2 separate regions of the Ovis aries genome follow, and region 1 is linked to region 2. The links are chromatin contacts, called in public Hi-C maps. All regions are on one chromosome and are shown on one strand. The core of a region is the stretch at or near the end of the contact, and the rest is flanking DNA. Distances in the headings are between cores, read along the strand shown. Region 1 overlaps LOC101114747 (cell surface glycoprotein CD200 receptor 1). Region 2 has its middle 13 kb from the start of CCDC80.

The links. A called contact is a pair of places that touch in the nucleus more often than the background predicts.
Region 1: a Hi-C map of liver shows a contact between it and region 2, with 4 times the contacts expected there. The contact joins two enhancer-like sites. A contact is called at or near these places in 11 of 16 Hi-C or Micro-C datasets (blood, hypothalamus, liver and 6 more).

What each region holds. Positions count from the first base shown.
Region 1 is chr1:178,485,818-178,490,125 of ARS-UI_Ramb_v3.0, reverse strand. It overlaps LOC101114747 (cell surface glycoprotein CD200 receptor 1), which reads left to right. Exons shown (of 5, transcript XM_042231364.2): 5 at 1-2,582. Among named protein-coding and RNA genes, the nearest start is that of TRNAY-GUA, 6.7 kb to the right of the region's middle. Within about 2 kb of position 1,620, at least 17 of the 54 cell types and tissues checked have an H3K27ac peak or open chromatin away from gene starts, as enhancers often do.
Region 2 is chr1:178,354,172-178,358,614 of ARS-UI_Ramb_v3.0, reverse strand. No RefSeq gene overlaps it. Among named protein-coding and RNA genes, the nearest start is that of CCDC80, 13 kb to the right of the region's middle. Within about 2 kb of position 2,619, at least 15 of the 54 cell types and tissues checked have an H3K27ac peak or open chromatin away from gene starts, as enhancers often do.

The sequences.
Region 1 (4,308 bases), core at 371-2,870, 130 kb before region 2:
TTTCTGGGATCCAGAAATAGGAATTTATGAATCTCGTGAGGAATCAGGTAAGAGAAGAAATAGAATAGGCCTTAGCTACAAAAGGGGCTTCCCTAGTGGCTCGATGGTAAAGAATCTGCTTGCCATGCAGAAGACCCGGGTTCAATACCTGGGTTGGAAAGATCCCCAGGAGGAGAGAACAACAACCCACTCCAGTATCCTTGAATGGAGAATTCTATGGACAGAGGAGCCTGGCAGTCTACAGTCCCTGGGGTCACAAAGAGTCAGACACGACTGAGCAACAAATACTTTACTTACAAAAAAGAGAATTGGCTGGTCATAAATTCTTTCTGAAGGGATAGCTAAAGAATTTTAGAATTAAAGATGCTTCTCTGTTAATATTTAGTTAAAATCTATTATAGACTTCATGATTATTGGTGCTTTAGAAATGAAGGAAGAGGGAACTCTGCCCACATTCTGGGGGAAACAGAACAAAGAGGGCAGCAGCTGGCAGGCCTTGTGATAAGACCAAGGATGACTACAAATTAGGTGGGAGAGAGATGACAAGAAGCCACAGAGGAAGGCAATGCCTGATTAGGCATTTTCAAAACGCAGGGGAGGGTATTGTACTTCCTCAAACTACACTGGCTACAGCTTGAGTTATTTTATTTGCACATTAAAGGAAAAGATTTTTCCAGAAGATTGGAACTCTTAGGCACTACTGGGAACTGCAAAGATGATTAGAAGTTCACAGTCTACCAATAGTTATTACTTGAACTCTGAACACTTAAGATATATTATGTCCTAATAATAAGGAGAAGAACTCTATAATCTTTGAAGGTTCCGGCTAGATGTAGAGTGTGACATTTTCCTGCCTTCTTCCCAGTGGCTTATAGCTTGTAATTTTCTGAATGAGAAGAAAGAAACAGGGAATCAATTAGAAATATTCAGAAATCCTTAGATTTGTAGAGAGTGTTTTCTTCTTAGGAAACTGCAGACTTTCTCCATTACTAAATAGCCATAAAAGGCCAGAAAGGCAACTCAGCAATTGTGCTCAGTGAGATTCCACAGATGTCCCATGGTGTGTGCTCAGTGAGAGTCCCACAGATGTCCCACCATGTGTGCCCAGTGAGAGTCCCACAGATGTCCCACGGCATGTGCCCAGTGGGAGTCCCAGTGTGTGCCCAGGGAGACTCCCACAGATGTCCCACACTGTGAGCCCAAGGAGAGTCCACAGATGTCCCACAGCATGTGCCCAGTAAGAGTCCCACAGATGTCCCACCGTGTGTGCCCAGGGAGAGTCCACAGATGTCCCACAGCATGTGCCCAGTGAGAGTCCCACAGATGTCCCACGGCATGCGCCCAGGGAGAGTCCCACAGTGTGTGTCCAGTGGGAGTCCCACAGATGTCCCACAGCGTGCGCCCAGGGAGAGTCCCACAGATGTCCCATGGCATGTGCCCAGGGAGAGTCCCACAGTGTGTGCCCAGTGGGAGTCCCACAGATGTCCCACAGCATGCGCCCAGGGAGAGTCCACAGATGTCCCACAGCATTCGCCGAGGGAGAGTCCCATAGATGTCCCACGGCGTGTGCCCAGGAAGAGTCCCACAGATGTCCCAGTGTGCCCAGCAAGAGTCCACAGATGTCCCACAGTGCTCAGATGGGAAGCAGCACCCTCTGCTGTTCTCTCTTTGATATGTGTTCACCTGTCTTCCTGAACAGATCACTGAGCATTTTCTTGTCAGTGCTAGCCTATATGTTTACACTGAGAGCACTATTTCTATCCATTGCCATCTTCCCACATATCCCCAGACAGCATTTATATCTGAAATGGTATCAAAGGGGCAGAGGGCTCCCAATTGACATTGTGGAGGGCAGAATGGAATCTATGCCAGTACAGGACAGTGTATCTCTCTGAACTCCTAGAGGTTGGCATGGTGCCTGGCATTTCTGTGGATTGGATGGCTGGATGAACAGGTGATAGAAAAAGTAGTCAGTTCTAGAAGCAGGGTGTAAAGGGCTAGGATCTCAAGGCGTTATTTAAATTGATTACATCCAAGGCTGCCTATGTGCACTCACTTGCCATATTCTGAGTAAATTTGTTCCTCCATTCATCAAATATTCATTAATTACTTGATATGTGTCAGCCATAACACTAAATTCTAAAAATAAATAAGTAAAATGTGAATCAAATATTAAGTAAAATAAGATCCTTGAAGATTTCACAGTAAAGAAGACAGACATAGGAGTGGATCATTAAAACCCAGAATTGATGTACTAATACAGGTATATACACAGCGCTACAGCAATCAAAGGAAGGAATACTCAGTTCTGACTGAAGGTGTGGCTTGTAGTTAAGGAAAATCACTGGACACATTAGGAGGCTCTCAGCTGCTGCATGAAACAGAAACTAGGGCTCTGACAGGTAATAAGGCCACTAACTATCTTATATGACCTAAATCAAATCCCTTATGACTCTACAGTGGAAGTGAGAAATAGGTTTAAGGGGCTAGATCTGATAGACAGAGTGCCTGATGAACTATAGATGGAAGTTCATGACATTGTACAGGAGACAGGGAGCAAGACCATCCCCAAGAAAAAGAAATGCAAAAAAGCAAAATGGCTGTCTGAGGAGGCCTTACAAATAGCTGTGAAAAGAACAGAGGCGAAAGGCAAAGGAGAAAAGGAAAGATATACCCATTTGAATGCAGAGTTCCAAAGAAAAGCATGGAGAGATAAGAAAGCCTTCCTCAGTGATCAATGCAAAGAAATAGAGGAAAACAACAGAATGGGAAAGGCTAGAGATCTCTTCAAGAAAATTAAAGATACCAAGGGAACATTTCATGCAAAAATGGCTCAATAAAGGACCAAAATGGTATGGACCTAACAGAAGCCCAAGATATTAAGAAGAAGTGGCAGGAATGCACAGAAGAACTTACAAAAAAGGTCTTCATGACCCAGATAATCACAATGGTGTGATCACTCACCTAGAGCCGGACATCCTGGAATGTGAAGTCAAGTGGGACTTAGGAAGCACCACTATGAACAAAGCTAGCAGAGGTGATGGAATTCCAGTTGAGCTATTTCAAATCCTGAAAGACGATGCTGTGAAAGTGCTGCACTCAATATTCAAGCAAATTTGGAAAACTCAGCAGTGGCCACAGGACTGGAAAAGGTCAGTTTTCATTTCAATCCCAAAGAAAGGCAATGCCAAAGAATGCTCAAACTACCACACAATTGCACTCATCTTACACGCTAGTAAAGTAATGCTCGAAATTGTCCAAGCCAGGCTTCAGCAATACATGAACCGTGAACTTCCAGATGTTCAAGCTGGTATTAGAAAAGTCAGAGGAACCAGAGATCAAATTGCCAACATCTGCTGGATCATTGAAAAAGCAAGAGAATTAAAAAAAAAAAGGTCTATTTCTGTTTTATTGACTATGCCAAAGCCTTTGACTTTGTGGATCACAATAAACTGTGGAAAATTCTTCAAGAGATAGGAATACCAGACCACCTGACCTGCCTCTTGAGAATCCTGTATGCAGGTCAGGAAGCAACAGTTAGAACTGGACATGGACAACAGACTGGTTCCAAATAGGAAAAGGAGTACGTCAAGGCTGTATATTGTCACCCTGCTTATTTAACTTACATGCAGAGTACATCATGAGAGACGCTGGGCTGGAGGAAGCACAAGCTGGAATCAAGATTGCCAGGAGAAATATCAATAACCTCAGATATGCAGATGATACCACCCTTATGGCAGAAAGTGAAGAAGAACTAAAGAGCCTCTTGATGAAAGTGAAAGAGGAGAGTGAAAAAGTTGGCTTAAAGCTCAACATTCAGAAGACTAAGATCATGGCATCTGGTCCCATCACTTCATGGGAAATACATGGGGCAACGGTGGAAAGAGTGTCAGACTTTATTTTGGGGGGCTCCAAAATCACTGCAGATGGTGACTGCAGCCATGAAATTAAAAGACTTCTTGCTCCCTGGAAGGAAAGTTATGACCAATCTAGATAGCATATTAAAAAGCAGAGACATTACTTTGCCAACAAAGGTCTGTCTAATCAAGGTATGGTTTTTCCAGTAGTCATGTATGGATGTGAGAGTTGGACTGTGAAGAAGGCTGAGCATCGAAGAATTGATACTTTTGAACTGTGGTGTTGGAGAAGACTCTTGACAGTCCCTTGGCCTGCAAGGAGATCCAACCAGTCCATCCTAAAGGAGATCAGTCCTGGGTGTTCATTGTTGTTGAAGTTGAAACTCCAATACTTTGGCCATCTGATGCAGAGAGCTGACTCATTCGAAAAGACCCTGATGCTGGGAAAGAC
Region 2 (4,443 bases), core at 1,370-3,869:
TGTCCAGACATAAAGTACTCAAGGTGCTTTGAGAGAGGGAAGGGTGAGTCACTGGATATTTGGAAGAGGCAGAAGTGGACTCAGCTGGGAAGACTGTGCAGCAGGTGTATTTGGATTTGACAGGGGCCGCACGGACTTGAGGAGATCAGCCAAAAGAATAAGCAAAGTATAGAAGGAGATCATCAAGGGGCAATGAAGAAACAGTATGTAGCTCATTTTGACAGATTGAAGAAGGCGCTACAGGGAACAGTATAAGCTAAGCTAAGCTAAGTCGCTTCAGTCGCATCCGACTCTGTGAGACCCTGTAGATGGCAGCCCGCCAGGCTTCCCCGTCCCTGGGATTCTCCAGGCAAGAACACTGGAGTGGGTTGCCATTTCCTTCTCCAATGCATGAAAGTGAAAAGTGAAAGTGAAGTTGCTCAGTCGTGCCCAACTCTTACTGACCCCATGGACTGTAGCCCACCAGGCTCCTCCATCCATGGGATTTCCCAGGCAAGAGTACTGGAGTGGGGTGTCATTGCCTTCTCCCAGATCAGATCCTGCTGCTGCTAAGTTGCTTCAGTCGTGTCCGACTCTGTGCGACCCCAGAGATGGCAGCCCGCCAGGCTCCCCCGACCCTGGGATTCTCCAGGCAAGAACACTGGAGTGGGTTGCCATTTCCTTCTCCAATGCATGAAAGTGAAAAGTGAAAGTGAAGTCACACAGTCGTGCCCGACTCTAGTGACTCCATGAACTGCAGCCTACCAGGCTCCTCTGTCCATGGGATTTTCCAGGCAAAAGTACTGGAGTGGGGTGCCATTGCCTTCTCTGAGATCAGATCCTAGCAGACTCTAAATGCAAGGTGAAAGAATATGACTTGTATTGTTGACAGCTGCAAGCCATTAACGGAGTTTGAGTAAGACAGTAAAATGACTGGAGCTGTGAGTTGGAAGAGTAATCATCCTACAACAGTATATCAAATGTATACAAATAAAACACTCTTTCTAATAACATCTCTCATTTGACTTAGCACAGGCCACATTACCTAAAATCTGTACTATAGACATAGGGAAGAGAAACACCAACAGTGTATCAAATGGATGTTAACCACTGCTGCTATGATTTTACTTAAGGCTTTGGGGAAACAGCTTTTGAGGTCTTATTTTTTGGGCTCCTAAATCACTGCAGATGGTGACTGCAGCCATGAAATTAAAAGATGCTTACTCCTTGGAAGAAAAGTTATGACCAACCTAGATAGCATATTCAAAAGCAGAGACATTACTTTGCCAACTGAGGTCCATCTAGTCAAGGCTATGTTTTTTCCAGTGGTCATGTATGGATTGAGAGTTGGACTGTGAAGAAGGCTGAGCGCCGAAGAATTGATGCTTTTGAACTGTGGTGTTGGAGAAGACTCTTGAGAGTCCCTTGGACTGCAAGGAGAGCCAACCAGTCCATTCTGAAGATCAGCCCTGGGATTTCTTTGGAAGGAATGATGCTAAACCTGAAACTCCAGTACTTTGGCCACCTCATGAGAAGAGTTGACTCATTGGAAAAGACTCTGATGCTGGGAAGGATTGAGGGCAGGAGGAGAAGGGAATGACAGAGGATGAGATGGCTGGATGGCATCACAGACTCGATGGACGTGAGTCTGAGTGAACTCTGGGAGTTAGTGATGGACAGGGAGGCCTGGCGTGCTGCAATTCATGGGGTCACAAAGAGTTGGACATGACTGAGGGACTGAACTGGTCTGAACTGAACTGATGTTGGTCCTCTTGAAAGCCAGAGTCCTGAAGCTAACACAGTTGGAGTGGTCTGGGGAACTTGAAGTATTTTTGAACAGGGTTGGCCAATGGCCAATAAATTCATTCAGGTTTCCATAAGATATAATGGAAAAACCCGAATGAACTTTTGAGCCAACCCAATATTTGCTGGTACTGAAGCATAAAGAAAATAAGCTTCCTTTTCTGAATACTATGGAACTCATGAGGTAGATCCAAAACACATATGTGTTTGGTGAAAATAAAGCACTCGGTAATTACATCTCTCATTTGCCTTGCACAGGTCACATTATCTAAAATCTGTACCATAGACAAAGGGAAGAGAGACACCAAGAGGTAAAAACAATTGCTCTGAAAACAAAACTGCTATGACCCACCATTCCAAAAAGTACAAATCCTCTGCCTGCTTTACCCACACATCATCCAATAATGGCTGATCAGAGCAGTTTAATGAAATATTCCTACTCCTGGAACTCCCATGGGCTACAGGCACAGAACAAGCTGACCCTGACTTCCTTCCTCCCCACACTCCAACCTCTCAGAGGCGAAACAGCTGTGGGAGACAATGATGACTGGTCAGCCAATCAACAAACAGCTGACAGCCGACAGGTTCCATTTGTCACTCTGCAGAGGTGGTGGAGGAAGCCAAGTTGCCCCGCCCAGTGTTCAGAAACTTTCAACTGAAAGAGAATAACAGATGTTCATTTAAAAGAACCAACTACAAACCCCAAACATAATTTTATTACACAAATTCATTGCCAGTGAATATTTGGAGAATAAGAACACTTTTGCTAGCCCTCACAGGGTGTCTGGAAGACAGACACAGAGAAGGGTCTACATATTTCTAATCTACGTCTTGTTTCCATGATGAACTCCACAGAGTGTGAGACACTGTCTTGGTATGTCCCACAGAGGAGCTTTCAGGGATTGCTCTGGGTTTGTTTAGAGCCAGGGGAAACAGGGGACTGGGTTTCCTATTCCTAAAACAAGGAGAACTAAGTAGGAGCAAGATAGGTGGCTGAAGACTTTATCCTATTACTTCATGTAAAAGTCATCATGTTAAATAAACACATTTGGAATTAATTTACCAACATAGAGGGAAATGACACTAAGCCACACAGATAAGCCTTTTAAAAATTTAAAGTCCAGTATTTAAAATTCTCTTCATCCGATTAAGCAACCAGCAACTAGGGTTGGGCCCTCAGTGAAGAATGGATTATGTAATACTGTAAAGGGAGGCAGCCAGAGGTTAAGTCCTTTCTTGCAGTGATGAGCAAATAAGTGAAAAATTGCCATCAAGGAGAATGCTACCTTAGGGTCTTTCTTCCAAAGTTGCACTGTGCTGCCTTGGCCCAAATGCCAATGTATTTGTGGTCATCATGTGAGATCATGAGTTCTGTAAAGAGAAAGGGAAATACCAGAAAGGTCAAGAAATGCTGTTTGGATTGATCTTTGGGCTCTTGCCTACATTTGAAGCTCTATCTTATCTGAATCTTCCTCCAAAGCCTTCCTAGCTCAATTAGGAGAAGACCTAAACATCCACCTCTGTGCCAGGATTTCTGACCTTCCTAACTCTCTCCGGGGCATTTCTCTGTGACTAGGGAGGAACCAAATTGGCTTCCAGTAAACTAGAAATTTTGACTGGCCAAAACAGTCTATCTTAATAATTTACTGTTAAGATGGAACTCTGGAGTAGAGATATATTTACTTTAAGAACCCTAGGTAATACCTGTAGAAGAATTTAATCTAAACTAGTACTGGAAAATATAAAGAAAATCTCACAGATGCCCTCAAGGAAGACAAAACATAAGGACTAAGAGTCTAATTACAATAAATGCCTGATTTACAGAAAACTGATGGTGTCAGAATTTTCTGATATGATGGGGGTTGGTCAGAGGTTGTCTCATAACCTTAGGAAGTTTTGTCAAAAGCACAAATGAGAGAGGAGTCAGGTCATGTTGGATCTCACAAAGTGGGTTGGATTGAACTTTGTGTGGCTAGACTGATTTTGTCTGCTCAGAAAGTTTTCAAGGCTGATCTTCATTTGTTTTTCAATTTATTTATTTATTTATTTATTTTTGGTTGCGCTGGGTCTTCGTCGCTATGCTAGGGCTTTCTCTCGTTGTGGTGAGCTACTCTTCATTGCAGTACATGGGCTTCTCATTGCCGAGGCTTCTCTCGTGGAGCACAGGTTCTAGACTTGAGAGCTTCAGTAATTGCAGCCCAGGAGTTCAGTGATTGTGGCTCATAGGCCCTAGAGCTTGCGGGCTTCAGTAGTCATAGCGCATGGGCTTATTTGCCCTGCGGCATGTGGAATCTTCCTGCACCAGACATCAAACCAGTGCCTCTGCACTGGCACGTGGATTCTTACCCACTGCAATGCCAGGGAAGTCCTTTCACTTGTTTTTTATTTTAACTGACTCTAACTGAACTCTCCCCTCAACATCCGCTGCCTATAATACAGCCTCACTTGACTCACCTGTAGCTTGTTGCAACTTGCATATCCCAATTGCAATTACTTTGCTATTTCCAAGTAAACTCATTTTTTGAGTTTGACTCAGTTTACCTCTTTGTTTAGGTCAACATATCTGTGAGGATTGTGGGAGGAGAAATTAACTCTAGTAGGCACTCAGACTGATGTACTGGACCCCAAAACACTAGAGGTTGGTCAAGAGGCCAAGACAGG